2 separate regions of the Bombyx mori genome follow, and region 1 is linked to region 2. Evidence: chromatin contacts called from public Hi-C data. All regions are on one chromosome and are shown on one strand. The core of a region is the stretch at or near the end of the contact, and the rest is flanking DNA. Distances in the headings are between cores, read along the strand shown. Region 1 holds the start of LOC101738820 (calcium-binding mitochondrial carrier protein SCaMC-2). Region 2 overlaps LOC101738820 (calcium-binding mitochondrial carrier protein SCaMC-2).

Region 1 (5,344 bases), core at 32-2,531, 43 kb before region 2:
GGAGACTTAACAGCTCAAGAGTAGCTGCTTCGCGAATGAATCTACTACCGGATCGGAATCGCGACCCGCTGAGAAGATCCGGCGAGAAACTCAGCGAGCTGATTCATAGGTTAGGTTATGAAATATTATTTTGGAAGGGATGAATTACAGGTAGAGAGGGTGGGGCTTAGTAACAGCTGCCCCAACGTCTCCTAAGAAGACCGTAAGGACGGTAAGTAGGACGGTAGAAACTCAGCGCGCTAATTTATGGGTTAGGTTTCACGACGATCTCTTCGATGAGTACCGTACTCGCGGTAACCGCTACAAGGGTTCCTATGTTAGCTCCTAATGATAGAGTGTAGGGATGTAATAATTGTGTTAGTGGGTCGGGTGGTTCCGTAAGAGCGTATAGGAGAAGGTAGGGCGTCGAGGGTAATTGGCTCCTAAATGAGCCTGATTCGGATAGTAGTCAATGGCGGCCACGATAAATCAGTTTTCATGACATATCGCCTTAGTGTAGGTATATTTTCAACGCTTAGATACTTTAGGTGTTTTTTGGCGGTTTGGAGGCACAGATCGTCGTACAAATATACGTTTCTCGCGAACCACGGAGCTCGGACTTCATTCAACGTCTCTCAATATTCGACATCTTCCAACAATCGAGTTAAACTCAAAACCGCGATGATGGAAATGCAAGCGGTCTTCACAATTTAATGCCACAGTTCGAAAATTTGTGTAGCAGCGACATCTATAAATATATTTAAAAACTATGTTCAGTTCTACATAGCTTTTCGACTTCAAATTCTTAAATTTCAATATTGAATGGTAAACTAACGCCACCTACAATCACTTAACAGAATTAACAGTTTAAAAATAACTGGATGGAACATTATTTGAAGTTTTATGATCTCTTAAAATTTCAAAAAAAAAGTTCGTTAAAAATAAAAATGATTTGGTTAATATTCCAATATATTTAAAAACTATAAAGCTAATTTTGTCTCTTATTCTTAACTTTATTAAATATAACATACACTAAATATGAAATAAGGTAACTACTCAAAAAACTTTTGTAGAAATTACTAAAATTTTAAACCACACAGGCAGCTTTAGTTGGCTACTAATACATTTATCTGTGGCCTAATTTTTCTATTGAAAATAATAGGGCTGAGAATTACGTAATTTTAAATCAATAAGTAAATGCCTTGTCACGGTTTTTTCAGCTTCGTACAGATGGCGCTAACAGTCGTTGCTGGCAAGAACCATAAAACGCACACATTCACACAAATGAACAATTTTAGTCAGTGTAATATAAGCTCACGATCCTTGCGTTACAGTATACATTACAGAAATTTTAAATATTTCGCTTAGCATATTGGGGAAATTTCTGCCTGGTGATGTCATAATTTAGTGTATGACACAATTACCACACAACGCTCGTTCGCCGTGGTTTGCGCGTATCTCTGTGTGCGGCAGTGCGGCAGCGAGTAGCTGTCAAAGACTACTCAGCGCGAATCGAGTGCGAATTTCTAAAATGTTTCTGACCACGTATTTAAGTTAGACTAAAGTTATGTATGCCCACACGAATACTCATGCAATAATATTGTTGTGTTCATTAAAAAAACGTACTTACGCCGATAATAGAGATCATGGTACAGTGTCATCCGCCGTTGGAAATAGAAGAATTACCAAAAGAAGACGAAGAAAGGCTTGAGAAACTTTTTTCTAAATTAGACCATGATGGAAACGGGAAGATTGATATACATGATCTGTCTGTCGCCCTCAAGGAGCTGGCCCCCCACATCAATCGCAGCTATGCAGAGGTTAGAATGGTCATTTCCTTAGCTTGAACTAACGGTATCTTCTACCGATGAATTGTTCGTCAAGTCGATGACACGACACGTGTTCCTTCAAGCATCGCCAATTATAAATTTAATTTTAATCACTAAGGTGCCTATTACCTGGCTTACCTACTGACATTGAATTCTATCTTCATATACTTTTTTTTAAATTACGACTAAGAAATAATCACCAACTAACATGATCTTTATCAAAACTATCAAAGATATTTTACAGAATACACCGTCGCAATTTCTTGCAAAATTATATTAACACCAGTTAGGTACTTATAAAAAATGTACTATTTGACTTTTTTGAAAATGTAACTTACTCTTTGTATATTCAAAACTACAATACACCACAGATAAATCATTGATATGTCAAGATTTAACTCTTATGGATAGGAATATATTATCTCTATTATATTTACCTTGTCACGGTATTATGTAAAGTAGTTGCATTATCTGTTTAATCTACTTGTATGTTTTCTGAAGGGTTAGACGATCAAGAATAAACTAGTCTTACGACCTTGACAATAGTATGACGGCAATAATATAAATATATAAATTTACAAATTCCCTAAAACAAAAACTAAGAATAAAATTCAATTAGAGTTAAAGTTTTATATTGCAAAACTGATATCAATTCTTATTTATGATAGTAACATGGTCCTGAAGAGTACAAAATTTATTCAAGAATCTTCATGCTAACCTGTAGCAGTCGAACACGCATCCACCCTAAAATTTGATTTATACAGGATGAATGAATATGTATGCTCAAATTCAAAGCTATAGAAATTGTTCAATTATTGCTATTATATCAAACTCGGGATATGCCTTGCACGGTGAAGAAAATGGGATGAATGAATATGTATGACCAAATTAAATGCTATAGAAATTGTTCAATTATTGCTATTATATCAGACTCTATATATGCCTTGCACGATGAAGAAACTGTAATATTCAAATGTTGATTTAATTTTAATAACAAACGAACAACACACGTTACATATTATGTTGTTACATATTGTCATAATTTATAGTTACGCATCCAATTGAGAGTTTCCTGAATGCAGTTGTACAATGTTCAAGGTTATTTCTGTGTATGTTTGAATAAGTGGTTAGATAAGGGCATGATCCACCTAATGTTGAGAAGCTACAAGGCACCTAGTAACTATGCGAAGGCCGCTATGTACTTGAACAGTAACTAAAATAGAAAAGGGCGAGATTTTTCGTAAATATTACATCATATCCCTACATTGCAATAAGAGCAAGGCTAAAAATGAACATAGATAAGTAACTTCACATTACTAGTACATAATATTGCTTTAAGTGCTTAGTAAAAAGAAAACGAAACCATTAGAAATAGAGTAGAAATTTACGATTAAAAGTGATATGTTGCTGGTCAGATGAGTGTATTCATATAAATGATGCGATTTTATAATTTTTTCTGAGTATCACATGTTCATGAACGAATTTTATTTTTGCCTACTTATTCCCTGGTAGCCTGCTCACGGGCCCAACCTGAGAGAATTCGCTAACACTAGCCCTAGCAAGAGCAATGCTTCGCAGAATCTACCACCGGATCGGAATTGCGACCTACTGAAAAGATCCGGCGAGAAACTCAGTGGGCTGTATCTATGGGTTACTTCACTCGTCGAACTCTTCGTCGCAGTCGACGAGTTCGACAAAGACGGTAACTGGAGCTTAAGAGGCCTAAAAGCACCGAGAGTGCCACTTGCAATGCGCCACTTCCGGAACTATTGTTCTAAATCTGTGGCCGCGATCTGGGCACGAACGATTTCAAGGAACCACGTGCAACAAAAAACCCCCACAAATTCGTTGACCTTGCGTAAATATTCGTGAGAGGGCGTATTGTGAGCACGCACTGGCGTTCCTGTTTGAAGCTTGGGATACAGCCGTACCCAATAAAATCGTGATTTCGACCTCAAGTCTCAAGACCGATGGCAGCATTGATATTGGTTGATCTAATAACTAATTAATCGTTGGTGGCTCTAGTTAAACTTAGTATTCTATTACTATAGATTTTTATTTTCATTTTTGCGGATATCTGTCTTCGATTCGTGGAAATATCAATAACCTTACAAGGAAATTCATTACATTTTTTCTAACCATTGTAATCAATTGCCAAGATTCGGAATTCCTCCCGAACTCATTTTGGCTATCACAAACTAAACTTCAAAACAAATTGATGTGCTATTTAAAAAAATCACAACAAAGTTAATTAATTATTAAGAAAATTCAAACGCTTTGATACTTTAAAAAAAGAACTAAAATTAAAAAAACGAACACGTTCAATCCTAGTAGGTAATTATTTATTTAAAACTTATCGTTAAAAATGTTTTCAAAGTACCTACATTTTTGTAAGAAAAAATATTGTACACTCGGATTATCAGAACACAGAAGGATTAAAATTTCCAAGGAATAATTTAAAAGTATAATGCCGCTTAAAATTCAAAACTTTATAAAATCCTTTTATTTGAGTTTCCTGTCGAGTAAGGTCAGTGACCGCTGAATCTATTTTAAATGGAGCTTAGGGTGCAACAAAGATCTTTGCGTGTAGCCGGGGGAATTCATATAATTAGGTTTTTTCGTGTTATCTTAAGTAAGTTAGAATGCTTGTTTAAAATGATATCAAATAAATAAAGTTTTACTTAAAGCTAATTTTAGAATTTTTTTCTGTTAAGCGAAGTATTTTGAAACGTTCTATTTGAGGAAAATTATCATTATAACCCAGTGATATCAGCTTACAAGTCACTTTCTGCCCCTTATTCAAGATGTATAATAAGTATAAAAATAGGACGAACAAATGTGTGGGCACAGAACTCTGCGAAACTTAACTATAATTACGCACAATAAAGTCAAACCACGCGAGTTTATTTTTAATACAGCGTCGTATACCTTTTATTGAACAACCCAGTCGCAATTTATTTTTACGTTGCAAAACTTCAATTAATACATTCGTGGGGTTAAATAAGATTACGTTCACCTTAGCCATTAAAAAAATGATATTGATAAAAGCTATCTTTAAAATTCCTGTTCATTTTACAATCTTCTACATCTGACCTTTGTTCTACTAGGACTACTACAGGAGGATATGTCTCCGTATTGTAGTGTCATTAGGATTACAGTTTTCGAAAGATCTTTTAACAGAAGATAACCCTTCTTCGGAACCTAACATATCCTTATAGTCAACTTCAATTGTAAGAACCCTATACTCTATTCCAATTACGAAGTCCCTTTTCACACTTCTTAGAACGTAACTCTTGATGTTTCGCATAATTTGAAATAATAATAATTTTTGTTCATGGTCGTAAATCATCATTTAAAAAATACACAATCAATCTAAATGATTATACAATTCATAATAACATCTGTTAAATAGAACTTCGTAATTGGAATAGAGTATAATATGAACGGAAGATGTGGAACCGTAACTCGCCGGGCACAGATACCCGTACCTTTTGAAAATCCTTCACTACGTTCGATACAATTTCTAATTAAAAAAA
Region 2 (5,522 bases), core at 2,022-4,521:
TATCATTTTTATATGATTGCTCATTGAGTTTTCTCATTTTGGCGCCAATACATTGTACAATATTTTGCGATATTAAAATGGAGTGGGGTGATAAAGAGAACCGAATCACTGTGATTGCATTACACAAAGTAGGTATGGAGCCAAATGCAATTTTTTAAACTCTCCATACGCTTGGTATTAGTAAAATGTTTGTGTACCGGGCTATTAATAGGTGCAATGAGACCTCCTCTGTTTGTGACAGAAAAAGATCTGGCCGTCCACGTAGTGTTCGTACGAAAAAGGCGGTGAAAGCAGTAAGGGAAAGAATTCGAAGAAATCCTGTCCGAAAGCAAAAGATTTTATCTCGGGAGATGAAGATAGCACCTACAACCATGTCGCGTATTTTAAAAGATGACTTTGGACTTGCAGCCTATAAGACACGTACTGGTCATTTCTTAACTGATAATTTAAAAGAGAATAGGGTGGTAAAATCGAAACAACTACTGAAGCGGTACGCAAAGGGAGGTCATAGAAATTTTTTGTTTATGGATGAGATTTTTTTTACAATTGAGCAACATTTTAACAAACAAAATGACCGTATTTATGCTCAAATCTCTAAGGAAGCTTCCCAATTAGTCGACAGAGTGCAACGTGGGCACTATCCGACTTCAGTGATGGTTTGGTGGGGTATTAGCTATGAAGGAGTGACTGAGCCATACTTTTGTAAAAAAGGTATCAAAAGATCGGCACAAGTGTATCAAGATACCATTCTTGAGAAGGTAGTGAAGCCCCTTAACAACATCATGTTCCATAATCAAGAATGGTCCTTCCAGCAAAACTCGGCGCCAGGTCATAAAGCTCGGTCTACGCAGTCTTAGTTGGAAACGAACGTTTCGGACTTCATTCAGAGCTAAAGACTGGCCGTCGTCTAGTCCCGATCTTAATACGCTGGATTATGATTTATGGTCAGTTTTAGAGAGTACGGCTTGCTCTAAACGCCATGATAATTTGGAGTCCCTAAAACAATCCGTACGATTGGCATTAAATTTTTTTCGGAAAGAGTGCGTGCTTCTATTGATAACTGGCCTCAACGTTTAAAGGACTGTATTGGAGCCAATGGAGACCACTTCGAATAAGCTTTTTATACTTTAAATTGTTTTATATTTATGTATTAAACTAACACACTGTAAAAGTAATAAATGTTATTTGCAATAGTTTTTCCTTTGTCTCAGTATTTATGGCAAGACTAGGTAGTAATAACAAATATTGTTAATAAGAAACAATAAAAAAAAGATCAGATTGAATATTAAATTTAAGCTATATTCTACATCAGCGAAAATTAAATATTTAATTTCCAAATAACGCAACGAAATGTAGTCCAATGCTTATAGTTGACTTTGCACTTGGTGACAATGGCAGTCTTTTTGACGAAGAAAATTTTGCATCAATCGACATCTTTCAATGAATCTATAAATTCCAAATACACGTATGTTGGGTGTGCCGGCTAAAATGTTTTTGCAAAACGTATAATTTGCAAGATTTGACAAACATAAAGTTCTTTTTTTGCACTTTCATATGCTAAAATTTAAATATAAATTTAACATCCATACAAATATTTATAAAAACTGCTGAAATAATAAAATTGATATTATTAAATGTAATAGAAGTAACATGCCGCCCTATGCGAATTTACAAAATCGCACGCACAATACGTCCACTGCTGTCGAAATATCGAGGCTAAGCAAACATTAGCAAGTGCATCACTGATATACATTTTAACATCTTATCAGAACAAGAAAGATAGGCAGTCTGATATCGTAATTTTATTGGCTTATTTTAAGTGTCTACAAAGATCAATTTGTTCATTTTGAACCTTTAGTAGGTATACTTTTATTTTATTTTATTTTTATTGCTTAGATAGGTGGACGAGCTCACAGCCCACCTGGTGTTAAGTGGTTACTGGAGCCCATAAACATCTACGACGTAAATGCGCCACCCACCTTGAGATATCAATTCTATGGTCTCAGTATAGTTACAACGGCTGCCCCGCCCTTCAAACCGAAACGCATTACTGCTTCACGGCAGAAATAGGCAGGGCGGTGGTACCTACCCGCGCGGATTCACCAGAGATCCTACCACCAGTAAATCATACTTGCAATTAAATGTGTAACAACGACACCTTTTACCGGATTTCATCTTTGCTCGATTAATATTCCAAACTTTCAAAATAGGCAGATATTACATGCGTACCAAAGTTGACAATTACTTTTAATCTTTAATCTTCCTCTTTTACAATAACCATTGCCCATTACCATGTTTCTACAACGTATAACGTCATTGCTATCAGCTGTGACGTATTCAGCACTACATATTCAGGTCGATAAACGTTGACGGCTTAAAACGCCACTTTATTATAACTCTTATCGTCCTAACTAACCAGTAATAATATTCGTTATCATCCCAAAAAGTATTTCATTTAATAAACTTATACTGCTCCCAAAATGTCTGATGACGTTAAATTTTTGTAATTGAATTTGGGTCTTGCAGTGAAACGTCATTTATTATAATGAATGATCATGAATGAAACATCATTTATTATAATGAATGATGTTATAAAAAAATTAATTAGAATTAACATAAAATGAGGAAATTTAAAAAAAAATATACGGCAATAAAGGGAAATTTGCGTGAATCATCATAAAATATAATATAATAGCGTCATAGATTAAAATTTGAATTAATTATAATTTACTGGGAAGGAATAAAGGTAACAAACAACAACACTTGTTATCGAAAAATGTTTCGTCAATATTCTGTGAAATGATAAAAAATCGTTGTAAAATAAATGCGAAACGAAATGTGTGTTACATACATTATAGAATGAAGTATGTAGTCTTTCAAATAAAATAAATAAACTTAAATACATATTATGTTGATTATATGAATTTCTAATTTATTATTGCTGTTATTTTGTCTCATTCTCTTTTTTTTCCTTCCTATGCTGATAGTTTTGTGTGGCTATATCAGCGTTACCCTGGCATGTAGGTGAGCTCTCGGGGCTCAAACCGGAGGTGTTGCTAACACTGGTCCCAGCAAGAGCAGTGCTTCGCAGAATCTACCACCGGATCGGAAACGCGACCCACTGAGAAGATCCGGCGAGAAACTCAGTGGGCTGATTCTGTTTAAGGGACGTAAAAAAAATTAAATAAATAAAAATAAAGACTTCAGTACAATACTTCATTCAAATCGTAGCCAACGCAGCAGACGTATGACGCGGCGTGCTCGCGTGTTGCGTCATCATCGTGACATTCCAACCTCTATATGTGTTACCGGTACAGAGCGTGCCGGAATATATCCTCGGCTAAAATTAACTATGTAAAATCTTTATTGTTTTTGATTAAATAAAACGTGACTTATGCAATTTTGTTGGAAAATTTGTGACAAGAACGACGTTTTATAGGACTTGACTGAAAGTTTTAAGTAATGCTCGTAGAATAAATATAAAAGTTTCTCAATTCAAATATTTAGTACTTAGAAAAATCGATTTCAAGATAATTTCTATGGTTTTGAAATGAAAGAATGCTTGTATACTCGTGTTCTTTCTTTTGTTGCGTCAAGTAGTGATTTTAAAACAGCTATGAAAATAATAATAACATATATTTTTAATGTTGTAATGACTATCTCAAGGCTACCGTCGCGAATTTGCATTCAAGATTTTTAATAAATTCTTTAATGTTGTGAATCGAAGAGTATTTTCCTATATTCTTTGCAACACTTAAAATGTTTTAGAAAATAGGTACATGTTGTTTTGTAAATTTTAATGCTACAAGTCACAAGACGACAAGTGAGGAAAAATAAAACAACTATATAGATATGTAATTAAGATTTCAGACGAAAAGATAAAAACACACGTCGGAAAAATACGTTAAAACGCGAAAACCACGACGCAATTAGCATCGTGATAAGCGAAATAAAAAAAGAGAGACGATTTTATTCATAAATTGAATTTGTTAAAAACTTAACCTACATTAAATACGTTCTTAACAAAAATGATAATATTATTATAATAACTTATGGTCCAATATTCAATAACATAAAGGAATCGGCAACAGTGAGCTGCGGCTGGGTTGTGCCCCTGAGGTCAATGGGGTATTATTGGGATCCATGAGTGGTAACAACTTACCAGGTGGGCAGTTGACATTGCTGCCCATTATGGAATCATTATGGAAGACCGGGCTCAGTGGTGTAGATTGGGAGAGGCCTATATCCAGCAGTGGACGACTGTGGGCTGTTGATGATGATGATGATGATGGAATCAAGAATCTAATCAATATCAATACTGAGACCTTAGAACTTATATCTCAAAGTGGGTGGCGCATTTACATTGTAGATGTCTATGGGCTCCAGTAACCAGTTAACACGCCAGGTGGGCTGTGAGCTCGTCCACCCATCTAAGCAATAAATAAAAACTAGAAAGTAAACTTATAAGTTTCCAAACTAAATGGAAATCGAAAAAACTCAGAACGATTATTACCATCTGCTTGAATTAAATTATACATTATGAAACTTTAAACATTGTTTAATAAGTGTATTATATAATAATTAACGCGTAATAATGATATAATTATTACGGCAGTAGTATTTGTAGTAAGTACATGTTCACATAATCCCAAAATAAAAGCTTAAGTTTTATTTTCAGACGTTGTTTTAAATTTTCACAAACAAACTTCGTAACGGACAAGTTCACGGATGTTTAATTTATAAACATATTGTTTTAGATTCGCATTTTTTTCTCGGCTCAACATTAAAAACGATTACATTGATGAAGCGTTGAGCTCACGTGGTATTACTATTAATAGCATCGTTCTGAAGCAGAATGTTCGTGAAATACGAAATTTTCTCTATACTCAATGTTAAACTGGTGAAACACGAACAGGCTTAGGTATAATAATATGCGATTCAATGAAATACTGATAGAAAGTAGATAAATTAAAAGTTTTATTTGACGTAGACGATATTAATTATTCCTCGTCCATACAAAGTCAGTTGATTTATAGGTAACGTTTGCATATTCATAAAAATATTACTGATATAACAGACAACCCTGCGATTTGTATGTTATCTATATATAAAAAAATGAATTGCTGTTCGTTAGTCTCGCTAAAACTCGAGAACGGCTGGACCGATTTGGCTAATTTTGGTCTTGAATTATTTGTGGAAGTCCAGAGAAGGTTTAAAAGGTAGATAGATAAATATGAAAATGCTCGGAATTAAATAAAAATAACAATTTTGTTTTTCCTTTGATGTGTCCCCCCGTCGTACGGATTCCTTTTGTTTGTTTTAAGTTTATTTTTTACAAAAGTTTAGGTCTTTTATTTATCTATTGAGGCACTACCAAGTCTGCCGGGTCAACTAGTCAAATATATTTTCGTATTTTGTATATTACCAAACAGTTTTCTGTTCGAGCGAATTCAATTCGGAGCTAAACACAATAATGTTATGTTTACCTCACACTCGCACTTTAACACTGTCGTTTTCAGTTC

Evidence for each region. A called contact is a pair of places that touch in the nucleus more often than the background predicts.
Region 1: a contact with region 2 is called in a Hi-C map of whole pupa, with 4 times the contacts expected there. The contact joins the promoter of LOC101738820 here to the enhancer-like site in region 2. A contact is called at or near these places in 4 of 7 Hi-C or Micro-C datasets (posterior silk gland and whole pupa).

The regions. Positions count from the first base shown.
Region 1 is chr1:4,776,731-4,782,074 of ASM3026992v2, reverse strand. LOC101738820 (calcium-binding mitochondrial carrier protein SCaMC-2) reads left to right here and starts at 1,281. Exons shown (of 7, transcript XM_021352314.3): 1 at 1,281-1,799. The coding sequence starts at 1,626.
Region 2 is chr1:4,735,545-4,741,066 of ASM3026992v2, reverse strand. The region is part of intron 4 of LOC101738820 (calcium-binding mitochondrial carrier protein SCaMC-2); the gene reads left to right. Among protein-coding and RNA genes, the nearest start is that of LOC732866, 20 kb to the right of the region's middle. Within about 2 kb of position 3,271, at least 5 of the 8 cell types and tissues checked have open chromatin away from gene starts, as enhancers often do.